Linked DNA regions of Pan troglodytes: region 2 is linked to region 1. The links are chromatin contacts, called in public HiChIP or PLAC-seq maps. All regions are on one chromosome and are shown on one strand. The core of a region is the stretch at or near the end of the contact, and the rest is flanking DNA. Distances in the headings are between cores, read along the strand shown. Region 1 holds the start of DHX38 (DEAH-box helicase 38). Region 2 holds the start of IST1 (IST1 factor associated with ESCRT-III).

Region 1 (4,040 bases), core at 632-3,131:
CTAGTCCAGGGGTCCTTCTACTACAATAATCTATTTTCATGATTGGTAGAAATTTCATTTTTGAGAAACTCTTTGACAAAGAAGCTTAGTTTTGTGGTCATCTATAAGAGACTCCATTGAGATGGTCGGTATTTTGAATTCAGTTCCAAATATGAAAAGGGAGGATTTCTTTTCCTATATTTTTTGTCACAAGTCACATTTTAAGATACGAATTAGGCCAGGCTCACCCCTGTAATCCCAGCACTTTGGGAGGCCAAGGAGGGTGGATCACCTATGGCCAGGAATTCGAGTCCAGCCTGGCCAACATGGTGAAACCCCGTCTCTACTAAAAATACAAAAAATTAGCCGGGCGTGGTGGCAGGTGCCACCTGTAATCCAAGCTACTCAGGAGGCTGAGGCAGGAGAATTGCTTGAACCCTGGAGGCGGAGGTTGCAGTGAGCTAGGATCGCTCCACTGCACTCCAGCCTGGGCAAGGCAACAAGAGCGAAGCTCCGTCTCCAAAAAAAAAAAAAGGAATTATTTAACTAAAATTCACATAGGAAATAAGATTGTTCCAGCTATAGGTCATACTTTAAACAGGGACATTGATGGCCCAAAGGGACGTCATCAGATGTGAGCAGCAGAACAAATTACCAATGAAAGGGAAGGTCAAAGAGAAGACGGATCTGGCCCACTAGAATTCAAACAAACAGCAATTCCTCTGTGTTACTGATCGAAAGGAGAAAGTAAGGGGAGAACAAAGTTGTTAGTGGTGAGGCTAGGTGTGCAACTGGACCAATGTTGGAAGCAGGAGAGGAAAACTGAGACCACATCTAAGAAAATGTCCATAGTAAATGATACCCACAGAGAATTCCCAAAAGAAGAGGTACAAATGGACAGTAAATAAACTAAAAAGTTAAGCTTTACTAGTAAGCAAAGAAAAGCAAATTAAAAGATATGTTTACAAAGTCACTGAATTGGCAAAAATTAAACAAGATAGTGGTAGGGGCAGGCACAGGGAGTTCCTGCTGGAATGCAGACACAAAACCTTTCTGGAAAGAAAACTGACATACTCTTTGACCAATAACTCCACTGCTTTCCTCTCTCCCTCTCTTTTTCTGAGGCGGGGTTTCGCTATGTTGCCCAGGCTGGTCTCAACTCCCCAGGCTCAAGCAATCCTCCCGCCTCAGCCTCCCGAGTAGCTGGAACCTCAGGCGCGCGCCACAACTGCAGAAACACCAAAAAAGAAAAAAAGCTTGAACTCACTTTTGTACAGAACCTTACTACAATGTATTCCAGAAAAACAACTGGAAATCAGTGGTCATCTCTGCGTGTGAACGCATGGGTGATTTTTATTTACAGCCGGGCGCGCATCTCCATTTTCCAAAATATCCGATATACATATTTAAAGTCACCTGTGTTGCGCTGCTCCTGGCCCACAAGCGCTAAGGGACCCCAGCACTTACCTTACTCGTCCACGCCGCCTCTCTCCCTTTCACTTTGTGGCTGTCAGCAACCACTTCTCGGAAGAGCCCGGGCGCGGACAGCTCCTTTCATCAGCCACAAGCCGGACAGGACCCTAAGACCAAGTCACCCAGGGGCTGTTGCCTAGCAACCCTCGTGGCCCCGCTAGCGGGAAGGAAACCGAACAGAAAACGCACAAGCGCAGAAAAGAAACTCCTGGCCGTCGGTCGGCCCCCGCTCAACAACCCAATAAACGGAAGAGCTTCTAGTCACCGCCCACCTTGCTCGGCTCTGACCGGAAGCTAGGCGTCACCTCCGCCCGTATTAAAGATGGTCGACCTTTTTCCCCTCCTTTTCCTGCCCCCAGACTAGAGGCGGGATGTAGTCTCTTAGGCTAAGAGTGATTGGTCACAAGGAGACTCGGAAGTGTCTGATCAGAGCCCCAGAGGAGGCCTTGAGAGCCTGTTGGCGTACCGTTCCACACTTGGATCCAGGAATCGGCGTGTTCCAGGCTGCTCTCTATGGTAGCTTTGGGCGGATAGAGGGGGCGCGCAAGGTATTAAGGGACAATAATGGCCGCTTTCAAGGTGTGGATTTTGGCTCCTTGAGCCTGTCTGAGCGAGGGGTGGCAGCGCCGGCGCCCCAGAATCCGGGACAGAAGGGTCCCAAGAGTCGCGCTTGGTGAGGTGAGAGTCCCTTCTTCCTTCCTGGCCTGCCCTTCTGTAATCATGGCGGCTCCAGGCGGCGGATATTGGTCCCCTGCTCAGGTCCGGGCCCCAGTTTCGGGAGTTCCTCTGTCGTCCCTGTCACCCACCTTGCCTTACTCACCTCAGGGATGCTGCATCCGTCCTGGCCGCCTTGGCCTTCCTCCTTGCTCTGGTCAAATCCTGCTGCCTGGAGCGGCCTCGCTGAGATCCAGGGATGCTGCCTGGAGTGGCCTTGCTCCCTCTCCCAGGCCTCCGCTTTAACCCACCCCAGACTGTCACCGAGCCCGAGTAGGACTCCTTGTGTCTTCCTCTGCTCTCTCACAGTGTTATTTATACCAGGCAATCTGGTGGGCGATCTCTTCTACTAGAATGTCAGCTCCAGGTGGGCGGGGATTTTTGTCTTGTTCTCTGTTGCTATCGCCGAGAACAGCAATTGGCTCAGGGACACCCTCAGTGAATAATTGTTGAATGAATGAATCCAGGTTCTTTCTTCCCTGGCTTTCTCGTACGCCTTGTAGTTTCTTTGCCATTAATCCTTTTCAAGAATCTTGCTCTTTAGCTCCTTATTTGTTCGTCTCAGCAGCTAATGAAGTTCTCTCTGGCTGTCTCCTTGTCCTGTGTTGCTGGAATCTTCCCTTGCTGTCTCCAGAAATGTTTGGGTTCCTGTCCTCCTTTAATAAGTTTAAATTAATTCATTTTTTAATTTATCAAACGCTTATTTTGCTAGACATTGAGCTACAGCAGTCAACAACACATCCAGTGTTCTCTCAACTGCGTAGAATGGCAGTCCAGGGTACCTTTCCTAGTTTACACAACTATTGAGTAGAGCCTGTATATCTTTACCTTCTTGTGTGGATTTCCTCACATGCGCACAGATGTCACCAATATGCAGCTTTCTTTTTTTCTGTTCTGCCTGATGGCATTTTCAAAATGTAACTCTTGTTTCTGCATTAATATTATGTGTCCAGTCTGTTTGGCAATACTCTGTAGAGCTGTGCATTTAATTAGAGTTTGGTAAACAATTCTGGATTCTGGTGGCATCTCCTTTGCTTTGCTAACTTGTTGGAATGAGAGGAATTATCCAAGCATCCAGAACTGGTATATGTTGATGAGTGGCAGATGTGTAGTGAGAGGTAAAGAGGAGCTTGTTCCAACTTGAGTGCCAGAAGTCTTGTAGCCACTTAAATACTTCTCAGTAACACCTTTTCCTAACCTGGTGTTTCTCATAAATATTTTTGGTGAACATGGATTGTTATTAAACTGATTTTGGCTGCTGTGAGTAAATTGTTTTCTGTAAAACGCAGCTAGGCCAAGAAAAGCCACTAAAGTATGGAGAACATGGACGGTAGCCTTCTGCCCCATCTCTGTGCTGCTGTACCTGTTGTTTAAAGAGAGGAAGAGGTAGAACTCATGTAAAAAAAATGGGTGAGGGACCAACAGTATATAGGAGGATAGCGAATAATATAATGTAGCAGTTACATTTATGTTAACTGTTATGGTTACATAAAGAGCTACTCTTTATGGTTTCACATACACTTTTTGTTTGATTCTCACAATAGCTTCATGGATTAGATAAGGTAAAAATTTTTTCCATTTAATAGATACGAAATTATGGCTAAACAAAGATTAAGTTATTTGCTTACCATCATACAGGTAGAAAGTGTCAAGAGCCTGGTTTCTAACTGAGGTTTCTGATTCAAATTTAGTGGTGTTTTTCCTACATCCCTGTTACAGCTGCTGACATCAGGCTCTAGAAAGTGTCCCTTAGTGAGACCTTTTATTGCCTCTTGGATCTTTGTGGGGGCTGGGGAGGAATGTATGGGGTGTGTGTGTGTGTGTATCTATTTTGGTGTTTATTGGGGGTTGGAATAGGAGAATCTTTGGAGATT
Region 2 (4,040 bases), core at 455-2,954, 220 kb before region 1:
TCCGCCTTCTGGGTTCAAGCGATTCTCCTGCCTCAGCCTCTGGAGTAGCTGGGATTACAGGTATGTGCCAACACGCCTGGCTAATTTTTTCTTTTTTTTTGTATTTTTTTTAGTAGAGACGAGATTTCACAATGTTGGTCAGGCTGGTCTTGAACTCCTGACCTCAGGTGATCCACCTGCCTCAGTCTCCCCAAGTGCTGGGATTACAGGCATGTGCCACCGCGCCTGGCATGGAACCTGGTTTTATCTTGAAATGTTGCAAACGTTTATAAAGATACAGTATTTCTAAATTCACATCAACATCTTATGATAAGGGCTAGCTCCTACTTGTCATATGACTGCCCCGGTACAAGCGTTAGATGCAGCCTCCACAGCAGGGAGCAGATGACTTCCTTCTGGAGGCCCCTTTTTCTTTTTTCCCTTTTCTTTTTTTTTTTTTTGAGACGTTGTTTCGCTCTTGTTGCCCAGGCTGGAGGGCAATCGCCCGATCTCGGCTCACTGTAACTCGAGAATCAAGCGATTCTCCTGCCTCTCAGCCTCCGGAGTAGCTGGGATTACAGGCTTGCGCCACCATGCGTAATTTCCTCTTTAGTAGAGACGGGGTTCCTCCATGTTGGCCAGGCTGGTCTCGAATTACCGACTTCAAGTGATACACCTGCCTCGGCCTCCCAAAATGTTGAGATTACAGGCGTGAGCCACCGCACCCGGCCCTTTTTCTTTTTTTCTGTAGCCCAGGCTGGAGTGCTGTGACGTGATCACGGTTTACTGCAGCAGCGACCTTCTGGGCTCAAGCGATCTTCCTGCCTCAGCCTCCCGAGTAGCTGAGACCACAAGTGCTCACTGCCGCTCCCCTAATTTTTAACTTTTTTTTTTTTTTTTTTTTTTTTTGTAGCGATGCGGTTTCACTATGGTGTCCAGGCTGGTCTGCAACTCCCGGGCTCAAGCGATCCTCCCGCCCCGCCTCTCAAAGTGCTGGGAAGGTCCCTTCCAGGTTTAAGCAGCGATAATGGTTTTCAAGTTAAAAACAAAGGTAACCAAGGAAAAAGTTTTCTCTGAATACCGAGATAAATTAGGGAAATCGCCAGAGAATGTGGTGCTGAGGAAACACTACTGAATTACACCACACAGACCGGAGCGATGCTGGTCGAAAGGGCAACCGGACGGCTTAAAAGCGGGGCGGGGGAACGCTTAGAGCCCGTAGAGGGACACGGAGGCGCTGGGTGAAGAGTCAGGGATACGCAGGCTTCGAAACCCCCTCGGCCGCTCCACCCAGGGGGAAAGTCCAGCGAAAGGCGGCAGCAGATCTTAGGGAGCAACTCCCGGCGTCAGAGAGGCGGTACTGGCAGCCGGTAATGGAAGAATCCGGCACCAAAGCACTGGGCGCGGTGAGGCCGTGGGCGCAGAGTCCGAGAATCAACAGCTGTGGCTGGCCTCACCGCGCCCAGAGCGAAATTAAGGGCGCGCCCCCAGCAGCTGACTCAGTCGGCGTGGCGCTTCTCCCAACGTCTCCCGTGCCTCCGCCGCGGGAAGTAGTCCCCGGCCGCGCCGACTCCAAAGGAAACCGAGGGAGGGTGCCCCGAGTCAGCGCGTGGGTCCCGGCAGCGGCGATCGCGCAGCCAATCCCTGGGAAGGAGGGCGTGGCTATATCGGCCCCGTGGATCCCTCCGCCCGCGCTTGCTGTGCTGAGGCCGAGGGAGTCGCCATTTTGGATGGTGAACCCTGAAGTCGGTGTCTGCTGTGTTCACGGCAGGATTCGGTTAGGTGAGTGTGGCATCCTCGGCGTCAGAGGTCTCTGTCTTCCTCTTCTCTCTGCGCTCCTGATTTAGCGGTCTCTAGTTAGCGCTAGGGCCCGGGATTCAAACGACTTCGGAGGGGGCAGCTGAGGAGAAAGGGAAGGATAGTGGAAGTGGGGGTCAGACCGGAGGTCAGGCCCTCGAGGGCCCGCGGCGCAGGAGGCTGCCCAGGCCTGGGTGGGGGGCGTGGCAGGGCCGCGAGCGGGTCGGAGGCCGCTGGTCCTGGATCCTCGAAGCCGCTTAACTTTCCTCTAGTCTTCCTGCCCCGAGGTGTGTCTTCCCTGGGGCGGAAACGCCGCGGCCTCGGCGAGGGCTCCTCGGCGACACCCCTACCCCGTCTTTTCTGGCCCGGAGAGACTTCGGGAAGGTCAGAGCTTCCAGTGCCGCGAGAGGCGGATGCCCCCCAGTCCGGGCAGCTTCCACCGGGCGGGGTGGTCTCCTGGGCTTGTTCCTGGGTTGGGGGAACGGACTTGGGTCCACTTTGGCCTGAGAAAATTACAATTTCTTTCGCCGAAGTAAGGAGCGGCCTCTGCCCGCTTTCTCGGATCCCTGCGTGTGTAGTGAGAGGTCTTGGAAGGATCTTTGCGCCTCTCCTCTTTGTTTTTCTCGGTGCTCTTCTTCCGGGGTGCTGGAGGTGACCTCTTGGAACTCAACAGCATAAACTTTGAGGAGGGTCGGGACCCAGGAGCTGTAGGTTAATTACAAAAGACACTGTCTGTCGTAGTAAACTTAAAGTCTGGTCTTAGATCTTTAGGGGAAACTTGAATTTTAAAATTATGTGTAATATTTTAACTTTTTATTATGGAAAATTTCAAGCAGACAGGAGTATAATGAATTCTGTCATCCAGCTTCAAACACGATCAACTCATGCCTAATCTTGTTTTATCTATACCCCTCCTATGTCTGTGTTTTTCTAATTTAGTAATAGTTGAAATATATATGTATATATTTCCCTCTCCTTTCCCAGTAGAAGCCTTTTGGCTTTTGTACTTACAAGCCAATAGTTTGTGGGAAATTTGCTTCCTCAGAACTTCTGGGATAGGGGGACTTGGTAATAGTCATTAGAAGATAAAACTGGCCAGATGTGGTGGCTCACCCCTGTAATCCCAGTACTTGGGGAGGGCTAGGTGGGATGATCACTTGAGCTTAGGAGTTGGAGAACAGCGTGGGCGACATAGCAAAATCCCGTTCTCTACAAAAATAAAAACAGCCAGGCGTGGAGGCCCGCATCTATAGTCCAGGAGGCTGAGGTAGGAGGATTGCTTGAGCCTGGACAACATGGTGAAACCCTGTCTCTACTAAAAATACAAAAATTAGCCAGGAGTGTTGGTGTGGCCTGTAGTCCCAGCTACTCCAAAGGCTGAGGTAGGAGAATTGCTTGCTTGAACCCGAGAGGCGGAGGTTGCAGTGAGCTGAGATCGTGCCACTGCACTCCAGCCTGGGTGACAGAGTGAGAATCCGTCTTAAAAAGAAAAAATTATTACTGAGTGGAATATTAGACAGCGTTTACTACAAGGTTTTAGACTGTAACAAGATACGATGAGAAGGATTCTATATTGCTCAGTCCATGAGTATAGCTTTGTAAAACTATACCTTAAGAAACACCCTTGGCCAGGCACCGTGGCTCACGCCTGTAATCCCAGCACTTTGGGAGGCTGAGGCAGGCAGATCACTTGAGGTAAAGAGTTTGAGACCAGCCTGGCCAACATGGTAAAACCCCTTCTCTACTAAAAATACAAAAAAAATTAGCCAAGTGTGGTGGTGGGCACCTGTAATCCCAGCTACTTGGGAGGCCAAGGCAGGGGAATCATTTGAACCTGGGAGGTGGAGGTTGCAATGTGCCAAGATTGCACCACCGCACTCCTGCCTGGGTGACAGAGACACTCTCTGTCTCAAAAAAAAAAAAAAAAAAAAAAAAAAAAGAAACTCTCTTGGTGCGGGGCACTGTGGCTCATGCCTGTAATCCCAGCACTTTGAGAGGCTGAGGTGAGCGGATCATGTGAGGTTAGGAGTTCAAGACCAGCCTGGCCAACATGGTGAAACCCCCTCTCTACTATAAATACAAAAATTAGTTGGGCATGGTGGCGGGCGCCTGTAATACTTGGGAGGCTGAGGCAGGAGAATTGCTTGAACCCAGGAGGTGGAGGTTGCAGTGAGCCAAGATCCAGCTTGGGCCACAGAGTGAGACTCTGTCTTAAAAAAAAAAAAAAAAAAAAAAAAAAAAAAGGAAACACTGAGGCCGGGAGT

The links. HiChIP or PLAC-seq counts read pairs in DNA pulled down with a chosen protein or histone mark.
Region 2: an H3K4me3 HiChIP or PLAC-seq map of stem cell-derived excitatory neurons shows a contact between it and region 1, with 3 times the contacts expected there. The contact joins the promoter of IST1 here to the promoter of DHX38 in region 1. A contact is called at or near these places in 1 of 7 Hi-C or Micro-C datasets (stem cell-derived neural progenitor cells) and 1 of 1 datasets of contacts at active chromatin or transcription factors (stem cell-derived excitatory neurons).

The regions. Positions count from the first base shown.
Region 1 is chr18:70,558,951-70,562,990 of NHGRI_mPanTro3-v2.0_pri, reverse strand. It overlaps DHX38 (DEAH-box helicase 38), which reads left to right and starts at 1,881. Exons shown (of 27, transcript XM_063797359.1): 1 at 1,881-2,130. It overlaps TXNL4B (thioredoxin like 4B), which reads right to left and starts at 1,734. Exons shown (of 6, transcript XR_008540062.2): 1 at 1,447-1,734.
Region 2 is chr18:70,780,978-70,785,017 of NHGRI_mPanTro3-v2.0_pri, reverse strand. It overlaps IST1 (IST1 factor associated with ESCRT-III), which reads left to right and starts at 1,704. Exons shown (of 10, transcript NM_001280382.1): 1 at 1,704-1,761.